2 separate regions of the Sus scrofa genome follow, and region 2 is linked to region 1. Evidence: chromatin contacts called from public Hi-C data. All regions are on one chromosome and are shown on one strand. The core of a region is the stretch at or near the end of the contact, and the rest is flanking DNA. Distances in the headings are between cores, read along the strand shown. Region 1 has its middle 25 kb from the start of HEYL. Region 2 overlaps NT5C1A (cytosolic 5'-nucleotidase 1A).

The links. Hi-C and Micro-C count contacts between places; a contact is called where the count stands out from the background.
Region 2: a contact with region 1 is called in a Hi-C map of liver, with 4 times the contacts expected there. The contact joins two enhancer-like sites. A contact is called at or near these places in 3 of 5 promoter capture datasets (fetal skeletal muscle, liver and skeletal muscle), 25 of 47 Hi-C or Micro-C datasets (adipose tissue, alveolar macrophages, brain and 14 more) and 1 of 2 datasets of contacts at active chromatin or transcription factors (skeletal muscle).

What each region holds. Positions count from the first base shown.
Region 1 is chr6:95,430,851-95,437,651 of Sscrofa11.1, forward strand. No RefSeq gene overlaps it. Among named protein-coding and RNA genes, the nearest start is that of HEYL, 25 kb to the right of the region's middle. Within about 2 kb of position 2,076, at least 11 of the 83 cell types and tissues checked have an H3K27ac peak or open chromatin away from gene starts, as enhancers often do. A contact at or near this core is called in liver, where this site is marked.
Region 2 is chr6:95,470,514-95,476,388 of Sscrofa11.1, forward strand. It overlaps NT5C1A (cytosolic 5'-nucleotidase 1A), which reads right to left. Exons shown (of 7, transcript XM_021095989.1): 7 at 2,746-5,875. Among named protein-coding and RNA genes, the nearest start is that of HEYL, 14 kb to the left of the region's middle. Within about 2 kb of position 4,093, at least 13 of the 83 cell types and tissues checked have an H3K27ac peak or open chromatin away from gene starts, as enhancers often do. A contact at or near this core is called in liver, where this site is marked.

The DNA.
Region 1 (6,801 bases), core at 826-3,325:
TTATCACAACATTGTAAATCAACTATATTTCAATACAACTTAAAAAAAGTGGAGAAAAGCGGGGGCTGCCAGAGAAGCCTTCATTGAAGTAACATTTAGCAAAAACCAGGGGAGGGGGAGTTCCCGTTATGGCTCAGAGGTAACGAACCCGACTAGTGTCCATGAAGACAAGGGTTTGATCCCTGGCCTCGCTCCGTGGGTTAAGGATCCAGTGTTGCCCTGAGATGTGGTGTATGTCACGGACACTGCTCAGATTCCGAGTTACTGTGGCTGTGGCTGTGGCTGTGGTGGAGGCCAACGGCTACAGCTCTGATTCATCCCCTGGCCTGGGAAACTCCATATGCCGTAGCTGCAGCCCTAAAAACAAACAAAAAAAACCAAAAGCAACCAGAGGAGGTGAGAGAGCGAACTTCTGGATATCTAGGGGCCGTATGGATGTGTGGATGTCCAGCACTCAGGCAGAGAGAGGAGTACGGGTAAAAGCCCGGAGGCAGAATGATGCTTGCCTTCTAGAAATGGCAAAGAGGCCATGGTAGCAGAGGCCGATGGGTAGTGAGGTGCAGGTGATGACATGCGGCTGGAGGTGAGGCATGGAATAGAGAGCCAGTGACGGCCTCGTAGCCTGGGGCTGGCCCTGGCCTTTCTGTGGGCTATATGTCATTGGAAGATTCTGAGCAAAAGAGTGACATCACCGGACGTGTTCAAAGCTCCCGTGGCTGCTGTGAGGGAATGGACTTCAGGGCAGGTGGAGGCAGGGAGCCCAGGGAGGAGGCCGCTACAGGGGTCCCGAGGAAAGATGGATGGGTGCTGAGGGCTTGGACTGGAGGGCAAAGGTGCTGGTGGTGAGAAGGGGCCAGATTCTGGATCTGTTTTGAAGACAGACCTGAGAGGATTTGCTGAAGATTGGTTCTGAGCTGTGAGAGAAAGAGATGTCAAGGACAACGCCAGGGCTTGCTTTTATTTATTTATTTATTTATTTATTTATTTATTTATTTATTTATTTATTATTTGTCTTTTTAGGGCCACACCTGCGACATATGGAGGTTCCCAGGCTAGGGGTCGAATTGGAGCTACAGTTGCCGGGCTGCACCACAGCCCCAGCCACGCCAGATCTGAGCCGCATTTGTGACCTACACCACAGCTCATGGTAAGGCCAGATTCTTACCTCACTGAGCGAGGCTGGGGATTGAATCTGTGTCCTCATGGATGCTAGTCAGGTATGTAACCTGCTGAGCCACAGCAGGAACTCTCTATTTTTAATTTTTAAAATTATAGTTGATTTACCAAGTTCTGTCAATTTCTGCTGTACAGCAAAGTGACCCACTCATACATATATATTTTTTTTCTCATTTTATCTTTTATCATGTTCTACCACAATTGATTGGATTTGGAGTTCCTATCGTGGTGCAGCGGAAACGAATCTGACCAGGAACCATGAGGTTGCAGGTTTGATCCCTGGCCTCACTCAGTGGGTTAAAGATCTGGCATTGCTGTGGCTGTGGTATACACCGCAGCTGTAGCTCTGATTAGACCCTTACCCTGAGAACCTCCATATGCTGTGGGTGCGGCCCTAAAAAGACAACAACAACAAAAGACACGATTGGATTTAAGCAACTAGCAGGGCAGAGATGTCACTTCCTGAGACCTGAGGACTGGGGGAGGACTGTGTCGGGGAGAGGGGTGGGGTGGGATTCAGGAGTTTAGTTTTGGACCTGTTAGTTTTGGATGCTTCTTGGAGATCTGGCTGTTGGATATCCAAATCTGGACTTCTGGGGCCTGGGCCGCAGAGGGAATTCTGGCAGCTTTGAGCTGGCCTTGCCCATAACCACACAGGGAGGTGGAGGAACTCGGCCCAGGATGCAAGCCTGTGTTCGCCACTCGGCATCTCAAGCGTGGGCTGTGTCCTAGGGAGCCTGCTGCAGCCCCTGCACCTCCCCACGCAGGGTCTCCTCACAGAAGCTCCCGCCTCTGTGCCTGAGGCAGGGTGGATAACACCCAGGCCTCCTCCCCACTGTTCACAGTACTCAGTCATTGCACCGCTGGCCACAGTTATTCACAGAAAACAAGAACAAGCCCCAAACTCAGTTACTTATTAATCTAGCCCTGACTCAGAGCCAAGTGGACAGGCCTCATTTTCTCCCCAGAGCTGGTTGGTTGAGGGAAGGCATCTTACATGCCAACATCAATAAATTAGGTTTGGGGCTCTGGGTGGTGCTGTCTTAACAGGGGAAAGGGTGTGGTAATTGATTAGTAATGTCTGCCATGGGCACAGGATCAAAGAATGGTTTCTCACATACCAGATATTTGTTATTCCTTATCAGCCTGCCCATACTCACAGGCTTTTGTTTGTGAGGGCCTGTCACAGTGTGATCAGTTAGACAGCTTCCTGAGATTCTCAGGTTGAGTGAGAAGCTTTCAGCCCTGCTTGAATCAAACAGAAAGAGCCCCCAAAGCCAATATCTATCACTGTCTCCCTCACCCCACCAGCTAATAATAAGGGCCTCTCAGTAGCCCTTTGGGTTGAATCGAAGATTCAACTTCACAGACAGAATCTGGGGCCCTGGTGAGGATGTGGCTGTGACCATAGTCTCACGATGTCTTTCTTAGTGGATACTTTATTGGAGGAAGGTGGACCCCTTCCAGGGCCCAGAAGAGGGCTCTTGTCTAACACTCGGAAATGAGCTGTCCAAGGAGACACACATGCTGACAAAGCAAAGGACTTTATTGGGAAAGGGTGCCTGGGTGGAGAGCAGCAGGGCGAGGGACCCAAGAGAACTGCTCTGCCACGTGGCTTGAAGCTTCAGGTTTCATGGGAAGGGGGTTAGTTTCTGGATTGTCTCTGGCCAATTTTCTTGCTTGGCTCACATTTGATCCTACTTGGGGGCCTTCTTGGTAGCGCGTGAAGATGGATTTTCAACTCCAGGGATCCTGGGAGGTTGGCTATCTCCTCCCTCCTATTGGCCCTTCCAAAATCCTTCTGGTTAGTTTTCAGGGCAGCACCGTGTTCCTTAGAGGGCCTCCCATTGTGAGACAACTCATGCAAGAGGCTATTCTCGTGCCTGCCAAGGTGGGTGGTTTGAGTCAATGATTCTCTAACAAGGTGACCTCAATGGTTGTGGGTTTTTTTTTTTTTCCTTTTTGTCTTTTTAGGGCCGCACCCTAGGCATATGGAGGTTCCCAGGTTAGGGGTCCAACAGGAGATGTAGCTGGCAGCCTACACCATAGCCAGAGCCACATCTGCAACCTACACCACAGCTCACGGCAACATCAGATCCACAACCCACTGATCAAGGCCAGGGACCGAACCCACAGCCTCATGGTTCCTAGTCGGATTCGTTAACCACTGTGCCACGACGGGAACTCTGAACCGTTTAGCTTTTTATGGAAATATATTTTATTTATTTATTTTTTTTCCCACCTCGCCGAGGCATATGGAAGTTCCCAGGCCAGGGGTCGAATTGGGCTGCAGCTGCCAGACTACATATACCACAGCCACAGCAACTTGGGATCCAAGCAGCATCTGCAACCTGTGCAGCAGCTTGGGGCAATGCTGGATCCTTAACCCACTGAGAAAGGCCAGGGATTGAACCCACATCCTCACAGAACTATGTCAGGTTCTTAACCTGTTGAGCCACAACAGAAACTCCACAAACATATTTTAAAGAGAACTTAAGGGTCACCGTGTGTATAAGTTGGATTTATTAGCTTTATAAGAATGAACGTTTAGGAAGGTTTTGTTATATTGGTTAAGTGAAGTACTGAAAAAAGAAATCAAAGCCATTCATTTACAAATGTACTTTAGGGAGTTCCCGCCTTGGTTCAGTGGTTAACAAACCTGACTAGGATCCATGAGGATGTGGGTTTGATCCTTGGCCTTGCTTAGTGGGTCAAGGATCCAGCGTTGCCATGAGCTGTGGTGTAGGTTGCAAATGCGTCGCAGATATTGCATTGCTGTGGCTGTGGCGTAGGCCGGCAGCTGTAGCTCTGATTCGACCCCTTGCCTGGAAACCTCCATGTGCCATGGGTGTGGTCCTAAAAAGAAAAGAAAAACAAACAAACAAAAACTAAATGCAGTTTAAAATGTTTGCAGGAGTTCCCGTCGTGGCGCAGCGGTTAACGACTCCGACTGGGAACCATGAGGTTGAGGGTTCAATCCCTGCCCCTGCTCAGTGGGTTAACTATCCGGAGTTGCCATGAGCTGTGGTGTAGGTTGCAGACGCGGCTCGGATCCCGTGTTGCTGTGGCTCTGGTGTAGGCTGGCGGCTACAGCTCCGATTAGACCCCTAGCCTGGGAATCTCCATATGCCACGGGAGTGGCCCAAGAAATAGCAAAAAGACAAAAAAAAAAAAAATGTTTGCAGATGCACTGGAACAACATTGTAAACCAACTATACTTTAATAAAAAATAAAAATAAATAAAATGTTTGAAGATGCAATTTGTAAAATTTCTCTTAGTAGCCTGTGCTAAAATCTGCTAGATTCTCAAATGTGATTTGTAAGTTTAATTTTAAAGGTTAAGAAAGAACTAGTGTTGGGAGTTCCTGTCGTGCTGCGGCGGAAACAAATCTGACTAGGAACCATGAGGTTGTGGGCTTGATCCCCGGCCTTGATCAATGGGTTGAGGATCTGGTGTTGTCGTGAGCTGTGGTGTAGGTCACAGACGTGGCTCAGATCTGGCATTGCTATGGCTGTGGTGTAGCTACAGCTCAGAATAGACCCCTAATCTGGGAACCTCCATATGCCTCGGGTGTGGCCCTAAACATGCAAAAGAAAAAAAGAAAGAACTAGCATTTTGAATCAGAAGCATTAATGAATAGAAACAAATTGTGTACTCCAAAATAAACTTCTAAATAGTCTTTTTGTGTTCAAAAACCATCCTCAGAAAACAACCCAAACGATCACTGACAGAAATTAAAAAATTGTGGTCCATCCATGCGGTGGAATACTGCTCAGTAGTAAAGAGGAAGAAACACTTGATTGACAGAACCTGATGGACCTCTAAAGCACAACACTAAGTGTGGGGAGCCAGCCTCAAAAGGTTAGACTCTATGATTCCATCGTTTTTTGCTTTTTAGGGCCACACCTGTGGCATATGGAAGTCCCCAGGCTAGGGGTCTAATCAGAGCTATAGCTGCCAACCAGCAACACCAGATCCAAGCCATGTCTACAACCCACACCACAGCTCATGGCAACGCCAGATCCTTAACCCACTGAGCAAGGCCAGGGATGGAACCCCCGTCCTCATGGATTCTAGTCCGGTTGGTTACTGCTGAGCCACAGTGGGAACTCTGGTAGAAGGGAACTTTGGGGGGGGCCACAGAAATGTTCCACATAGCATTTATGGTGATTACCCGCATGTATGCATTGTCGGGACTCATTACATTGTACATTTAGAATTGGTAATTTTAATTGTATGTAAATTACACCTCAATTGCCCCCCCCTTTTTTTTTTGGCTGCACTTGTGGCATGCAGGAGTTCCCAGACCAGGTACTACTACTGATCCTGAGCCAGAGCAGTGATTGACCCAAGCTTCTGCAGTGACAATGCAGATCTTTAACCTACTGTGCCTCAAAGGAACTCCCACCTCAATGCTGTTTTGTTTTTTGGGGGGGCCACACCTGCAGCATATGAAGGTTCCCAGGCTAGGGGTCAAATCAGAGCTACAGCTGCCGGTCTACACCATAGCCACCGCAAGGCCAGATCTGAGCCACATCTGTAACTTAAACCGAAGCTCATGGCAACACCGAATCCTTAACCCACTGAGTGAGGGTAGAGATCGAACCCACGTCGTCATGGATCCTAGTCAGGTTCGTTAACCACTGAGCCATGAAGGGAACTCCTTCAATACTGCTGATTTAGAAAAATAATGCTATTCTCAAGGTCACTTAAGACCTCCATATCCAATATGAGGAATGAAGGAGGATCTTATTTTTTGCTTTGTTTTGGAGGAGTCATCTTCTGAGAATGATTTGGGAATGAGAATGGGTTGTCAGGAGACGGGCCAAGGTATAATGTAGTTATCTTGGGAAGCTGGAAAGCCAGCCTGATGGAGAAGCAGAGTGGACCCCACCCCCCACTTGAGATTTCTGATTAGGAATCAAATCAAAGCAGTGGGTTTTCTAATCAGTTGAATGACTTTTTTCTAGCCAGCGTAGGACAGGCAGGAAGTTGGTTGTAACCAAGATTCAAGTTTTGCCTGATGTGTTAATTATCTATGTGTATCTGTGACCACAAACTTAGAGCGTTAAATAGTCCACACTTATGGAGTTCCCATCATGGCTCAGTGGAAATGAATCTGACTGGGAACCATGAAATTGCTGGTCCAATCTCTGGCCTCTCTCAGTGGGTTAAGGAGCCAGCATTGCCATGAGCTGTGGTGTAAGTCGCTGTGGCTGTGGTGTGGGCTGATAGCTACAGCTCCAATTTGACCTCTAGCCTGGGAACCTCCATATGCTGTGGGAGCAGCCCTAAAAAGCAAAAAAAATAAACAATAAAAAAAATACACACTTATACTATCTCATGGTTCTATGGGTCAGGAGTCCTATGGTTTGGCTGGATCCTCTGCTCAGTGTCTTTTTTCCCTTTTATTATTTTTGTCTTTTCAGGGCCACACCTGCTGCATATGGAAGTTCCCAGGCTAGAGGTTGAATCGGAGCTGCAGCTGCAGGCCTACACCACAGCCGCAGCAATGCCAGATTTGAGCTGCATCTGTGACCTACACAGCAGCTTGTGCAATACCTGATCCTTAACCCACTGAGCAAGACCAGGGATCGAACCCATATCCTCATGGATTGTAGTCA
Region 2 (5,875 bases), core at 2,843-5,342, 42 kb after region 1:
TGCGGCTTGGATCCGGCGTTGCTGTTACTGTGGTGCAGGCCGGCGGCTACAACTACGATTGGACCCCTAGCCTGGGAACCTCTATATACCACATGTGCAGCCCTAGGAAAGGCAAAAAGACAAAAAAAAAAAAAAAAAAAAAGCTTGTAAGTGGAAAAGGAGGGGCACAGAGGAGGAGAAAGAATTGTGTCCCCAGCTTCTCCATCCCATTGCCCCTTCTTTTTCTGTTCTAAGCCACAGTCACATCCCTACCATGTTATGGTGTTTTTTGCTTCCAAATCTAGTCCAGGATCGTGTCAGAAAACAGGAGATTCAGTTATGGCACCAGAGGGGTCTGTTCATCCAACATCCAAGCAGGAAAGGGTGTTGGGCCACCCCCTCCCCCCCACCCCCTTCCTCCCCCCACCTCCTCTGCCCTTGCCCTCACCTTAGACACGGTCCATTGGCTACAAACCAGTGTAAGCAGCTCTGATACTGCTGGCCTTTCGGACATTATAAAAACTTCACAGTGAGACTAAGACATCTCAGGACACAAAGTTTCCATGACGTTCCCAAGGAGGTGACCCCAGGGCCCCTGAAATAATCCACTAGGTGGTGGGAGGTATAAGGCCGTCACATGTCTTTGTAGCCCTGGTGACCCGGTGGGAAGTGGGGGACTTCAGGTCGGAGAATCAAGGAGGCACATTTGGGTCTAGTGGGTTTTTTGTTTTGTTTGCTTCATGGCTGCACCCATGGCAAATGGAAGTTCCCAGGCCAGGAATCGAAACGGAAATGAAGCTGCAACCTATGCCACTGCTTTGGCAACGCCATATCCTTAACCCACTGTGCTTTGGTGGGAACTCCATGGGTCTAGTGGAGGTTTGGGGTTTTTTTTTAAGTTATCTTTTTAAAATTTAATTTAATGTTTTGCATTTGAGTCCACGCCTAACCAGAGGCCAGGGAATGATTAAGATAAACTCAGAGGCTCTGAGTTATACCAGCTGATCATAATATATGGGAGTCAACCTCCAGGACTGCCCCCATTAGTTCCACCTCTTGGTGTTTCATACCCTTGTGTAGTCTCCTCCTGCATTGTACCAGGTTGGTCTTTGTGATCAAGAGAATATGGTAGAAGTGATAATATATCACTTCCTGAGGCTAGGTCATAAAAAAGTCAATTTTTTTTTTAGGGCCGCACCCCCAGCATATGGCGGTTCCTAGGCTAGGAGTCAAATCAGAGCTATAGTTGCCGGCCTATGCCACAGCCGCAGCAATGTGGGATCTGAGCTGTGTCTGTGACCTATACCACAGCCACAACAATGCAGGATCTGAGCCATGTCTGCGACCTACACCACAGCTCCTTGCAATGCCAGATCCCTAACCCACTGAGCAATGCCAGGGATGAAGCCTGCGTCCTCATGGATACTAGTCAGATTCATTTCCACTGAGCCATGACGGGAACTTCAAAGAACAGGTTCTTAAAGCAAGTTAGCCTTGGAGTTCCCCTTGTAGCTTAGTGGGTTATGAACCTGACTAGTATCCATGAGGATGCAGGTTCGATCCCTGGCCTCACTCAGTGGGTTAAGGATCTGGAGCTGCCACAAGCTGTGGCGTGGGTTGAGGATGCAGCTTGGATCCATTGTTGCTGTGGCTGTGGTGTAGGCTGGCAGCTGCAACTCCAATTTGATGCCTAGCCTGGGAAGTTCTAAATGCTGGCCCTAAAAAGAAAAGAGAGAGGGAGGGAGGAAGGAAGGATGGATAAAGAAATGATACTGACGGCAAAGAGATGGCCTTGTCCTATCGGCCCAGAATTCAACCATGCAATTACAGACATGTTGATTGACAGCCACTTAGACTCAAGATGAAGATGAAGACACCCCCTTGGGGAATGGAAGAAAGAACCATGGACCTCAATACTGTTCAAGAGAGGAAGTGATCTGTCCCTCGTGATATGTAGACTCTTGGGGGAGCCTAGCTGAGGGAGCTGTGTTTGAGATGAGCCTTGAGGGTCTCAGCAGATGGAGGGGAAGGGGCGTGCAGGAGATGTGAGGTGGTGGACAGACTGGAATAGAGCTTTTTGTCCTGGGGTGGGAGGGCTGTGGGGAGGGGCTGAGCTGCAGGAGGAAGGGCCACAGGAGGGCTGACACTGGCGTCTGAGTCACCCCCTCCTTCCTCTGTCTCACGTGCTTTCCTGGTTCCTCCTCTTCCTCCCACTCCCCCACCCCCACCCCTTGGTAATTCCTAATGGGGACGTTTTGTGGCCATGGCAGGAGCACTGCTTTCTGACGGACTCAGGCTGCCATCCATCACCGGATCTCCCCTCCAGGTGGTCCCCTCGAGGGTCTACAGAGAGACAATGGCATCCACGGATGGCACTGATCCCAGGCCTGCTCCCTCCATGTGTCCCCGTTGGTCTTTCTTTCTTTCTTTCTTTTTTTTTTGTCTTTCTGCTTTTTCTAGGACCATACCCACAGCATATGGAGGTTCCCAGGCTAGGGGTCCAATCAGAGCTACAGCTGCCGGTCTACACCACAGTAACAGCAATGCCGGATCTGAGCCACATCTGCAACCTACACCACAGCTCATGGCAACGCCGGATCCTTAACCCACTAAGTGAGGCCAGGGATCAAACCCACAACCTCAGGGTTCCTAGTTGGATTCGTTAACCACTGTGCCACAATGGGAACTCCCCCCCATCCCCCCATTGGTATTTCTTGAAGGGACCCTAACCCAGTTTGTGAAGGGGGATAAGAAGGCAACATAAGCTTATTTTAAGTCTCCAATTTATTTGAATGGCTTTTAAGAAGCAGAAGGCCAGGTTGTAACATGAGGTGTAGGACAAGCATGAGCAGTGAGAGGGATCCACGCTGACAAGCACGTAGCACCCTTTGTCATGGGACTGGGTGAACGCGCCAGGAAAAGCATGGGCAGTCTCAGCACAGGCAAAGGAAGTCCCTAGATGAAGAAGCACAAGCTCCACCTGCTTAAGGAGGCACTTAAGAGGTTTACCGTGGAGAGCAACCCAGAGAAGCTAGATTAGAAGGAAAACCAGGGCAGCCCATGTTTATAAAAGACAGAAGTAGAGCAAATGGTATAAAATAGGGCTTCTGACAGGTAGATACAAGCACATTAATGTGTAGAGGTTTCATCTGACTTGTTTTTTTGTTGGTGGGGGGACATTTATTCCTCCATATCCACAGCATGCAGAAGTTCCCGGGACTTCAAACCCCCACCACAGCAGTGACAACACTGAATCCTTAACCACTAAGGCCACCAGGGAACTCCAGAGGCTTCATTTTAAATACTGGTCTAAATTGAGGGTACCGAGATGCTTTTCAGTAGAAACTTGAACTTAAGGATATGTGTGCTATTAAGTTCATAAAGAAGTTTGTCTGTACACAGTTTAAAACAGGGGATGAGCGTGGTTATCTCCAAGGTCTCAAAAAGATCCAAACTCTGTGAGTCTGAGTGTAACATCCTCACCCTCAGAGTTTCTTGGGTCTGAAAAACCCGATTCACTGGGCCTGGGCCAGAGGGTGCAAACTGGAAATTCAAAGGCTGGATTTAGCCTGCAAGATGTGTTTTATTTGGCATGCACAGTGTTTTCTCAATTCAAAATAGTTGCCAACATTGAAAAGTCCAGATTTCCAGCTTCTCTTGGAAAACGGGGTGGAACATCCGGCAACAGCAGCCCACATTCCCACACGGCAGCAACCGTGTCAGACGACAGCATATGTGTTGTCTGTTTTGCAACTATCCTTACCTAATCCTCTTTGCTCATTGACGTCTCCTGCCCGACACCAGATTTTGTGGCCTGGTCAGGGTGTCCAGTCTATGTGGATCTCATGATTTTCTACCTGGTGCAGCTATAAGCATAGCCTTGGGGCTTTTACCCTAATTCTGTAGCTGACCCATCTTAACAGTTGGCCCATGTAGGTGCATTCACCTGCAGGCCAGGAGTGTGGGAGCCAAGGGTCCCATCTGCAGAGTTTTGGTTTATCTTACAGTAACTGAAAAGTTGCCAGTTCGATTTCAGTTTCATAAACTAAATCCCAGAGGCCTCTTGGGGATGGCTCATCAGGCAGATACTTCCTGATCAAGGCCAAGGGTAAGTCACTTCTGGGCCAGACTAGAACACCCAAGCAGAGGAAGGAATCCCAGTCTAGGCTGGGCTGGGCCAGGAGGCAGGAAAGAAGGCAGCTTTCCTAGCCATGGCCATGAGGTGACCAGGGCAGCTATGTACAGTTAGGTTTTAAAGGTGCCAAGGAGGTGTCACTCACACCTCCTTGATATGGCTCTATTTGCATTTGCACAGTGCACTGTCTGCTCAACTGTACATGTGGGCCCCAAGACTGTCAAAGGGAGGGAAGAAACAAATAGAGATGGTGAGGCAAGTGCAGCCAAAAGTGATTCTACCAGTTTGTCCCCAAGGCTGCAGGGATGAGGGGTGGAAGGCAGAGGGTTGGAAGCCAAGACCCTGCTAGCCAGAGACTAAAAGCTGGAGAGATAGAAAAGGCGCCTGGCCTTGCACATGTGTAAATGCCCATGAGATGATAGGAAGAGCCAGAAGTAATCCCAGGAAGCAGGGCTGGCCATCAGTACGTAGGGCCCAGGACCCTTAGTTAACAGAGATAACCGTCCTGCGCGCGCGCACACACACACACACACACACACACACACACAGAGTCATCAGCAGAGATATCTGCCTATTACACACACCCACAAAAACATGCACACATGCAGTTTTTACCCTGTTGCACACTCATATGAAATGTGCCCATACAAGCAATCACAGTGATTGTTGGTAAGAGCAATCAGCTCACCACACAGGTATGTTAGCAAACATTTTCAGAGCACCAAAAGTCCTTTTTGTCCAAGCTACCTGCAGGCGTCCAGCACAGCACCAAGTAACATGGAAGAGAGAAAAATAACAACCAGTGAAATATAACTGTTACGAAAGCCAGCAGCTGAGCCTTGGCCTGCAGCGCCACCTACTGGTAGGAGGGGTACTTTGTACTTTGCTTGAAGATTGGGTGAAACCTGGGACACTGCTTCTCAGGCAGCTCCTTCTAAGGAAGTCACCAACAAGATGCTCTTCTCCTTCCTCTTTGTGTTCTGTCCGAGTGGGGTGAGACCGTGGAATCCTCAGGGTTGCAGCACAGCAATGGAGAATGAATTTTCAGGGCCTCGCACACTGCCCCTGGAGAGCAATATCCAACACCAACAGAGACGGCAAATAGGCTTTTCGTCGCTCATGCCAGCTCCAACCCACTAGGAGTGGCTGGCTGGAATGCTGGGTCAAGGAGGATCCTGAGGCCAAGTCTGGGCTTCACATGGAAGAGTGCCATGATGGAACAGTGCCAGCCACCACGGCTGTGGGCAGGACTACTTCTACACGTGCCAGTCCCTAAATCTGATTTCTCCAGATCCACACTTCCACCGTGATGGGGTATGTATGTGTTTATTGCTCACTCCCTCACCGCACAAGAAAACTGCCATTTCTGACTTTACCAGAGTTTTACCTCTCACTTGATCGGTAACTTCTGAGCCGGCTACTGTCTTCCTTTGGGACCATCTTCGTGAAGAGCTTGTTCTTGCTTCCACAGGGAGCATATGGATGACTCGTTAGATCTGAGTCCTTTTTTTCTTTTTTGTCTTTTGGGCTGCATCCATGGCATGTGGAAGTTCCCAGGCTAGGGGTCAAGTTGGAGCTGTAGGTGCCAGCTTACACCACAGCCACAGCAACGCCAAGATTCAAGCTGCATCCGCAACCACACCAAAGCTCGCGGCAATGTTGGATCCTTTAACCCACTGAGTGAGGCCAGGGATGGAACTCACATCCTCATGGATACTAGTTGGGTTCTTAACAACAGGAACTCCCAGATCTGAGCCCGTA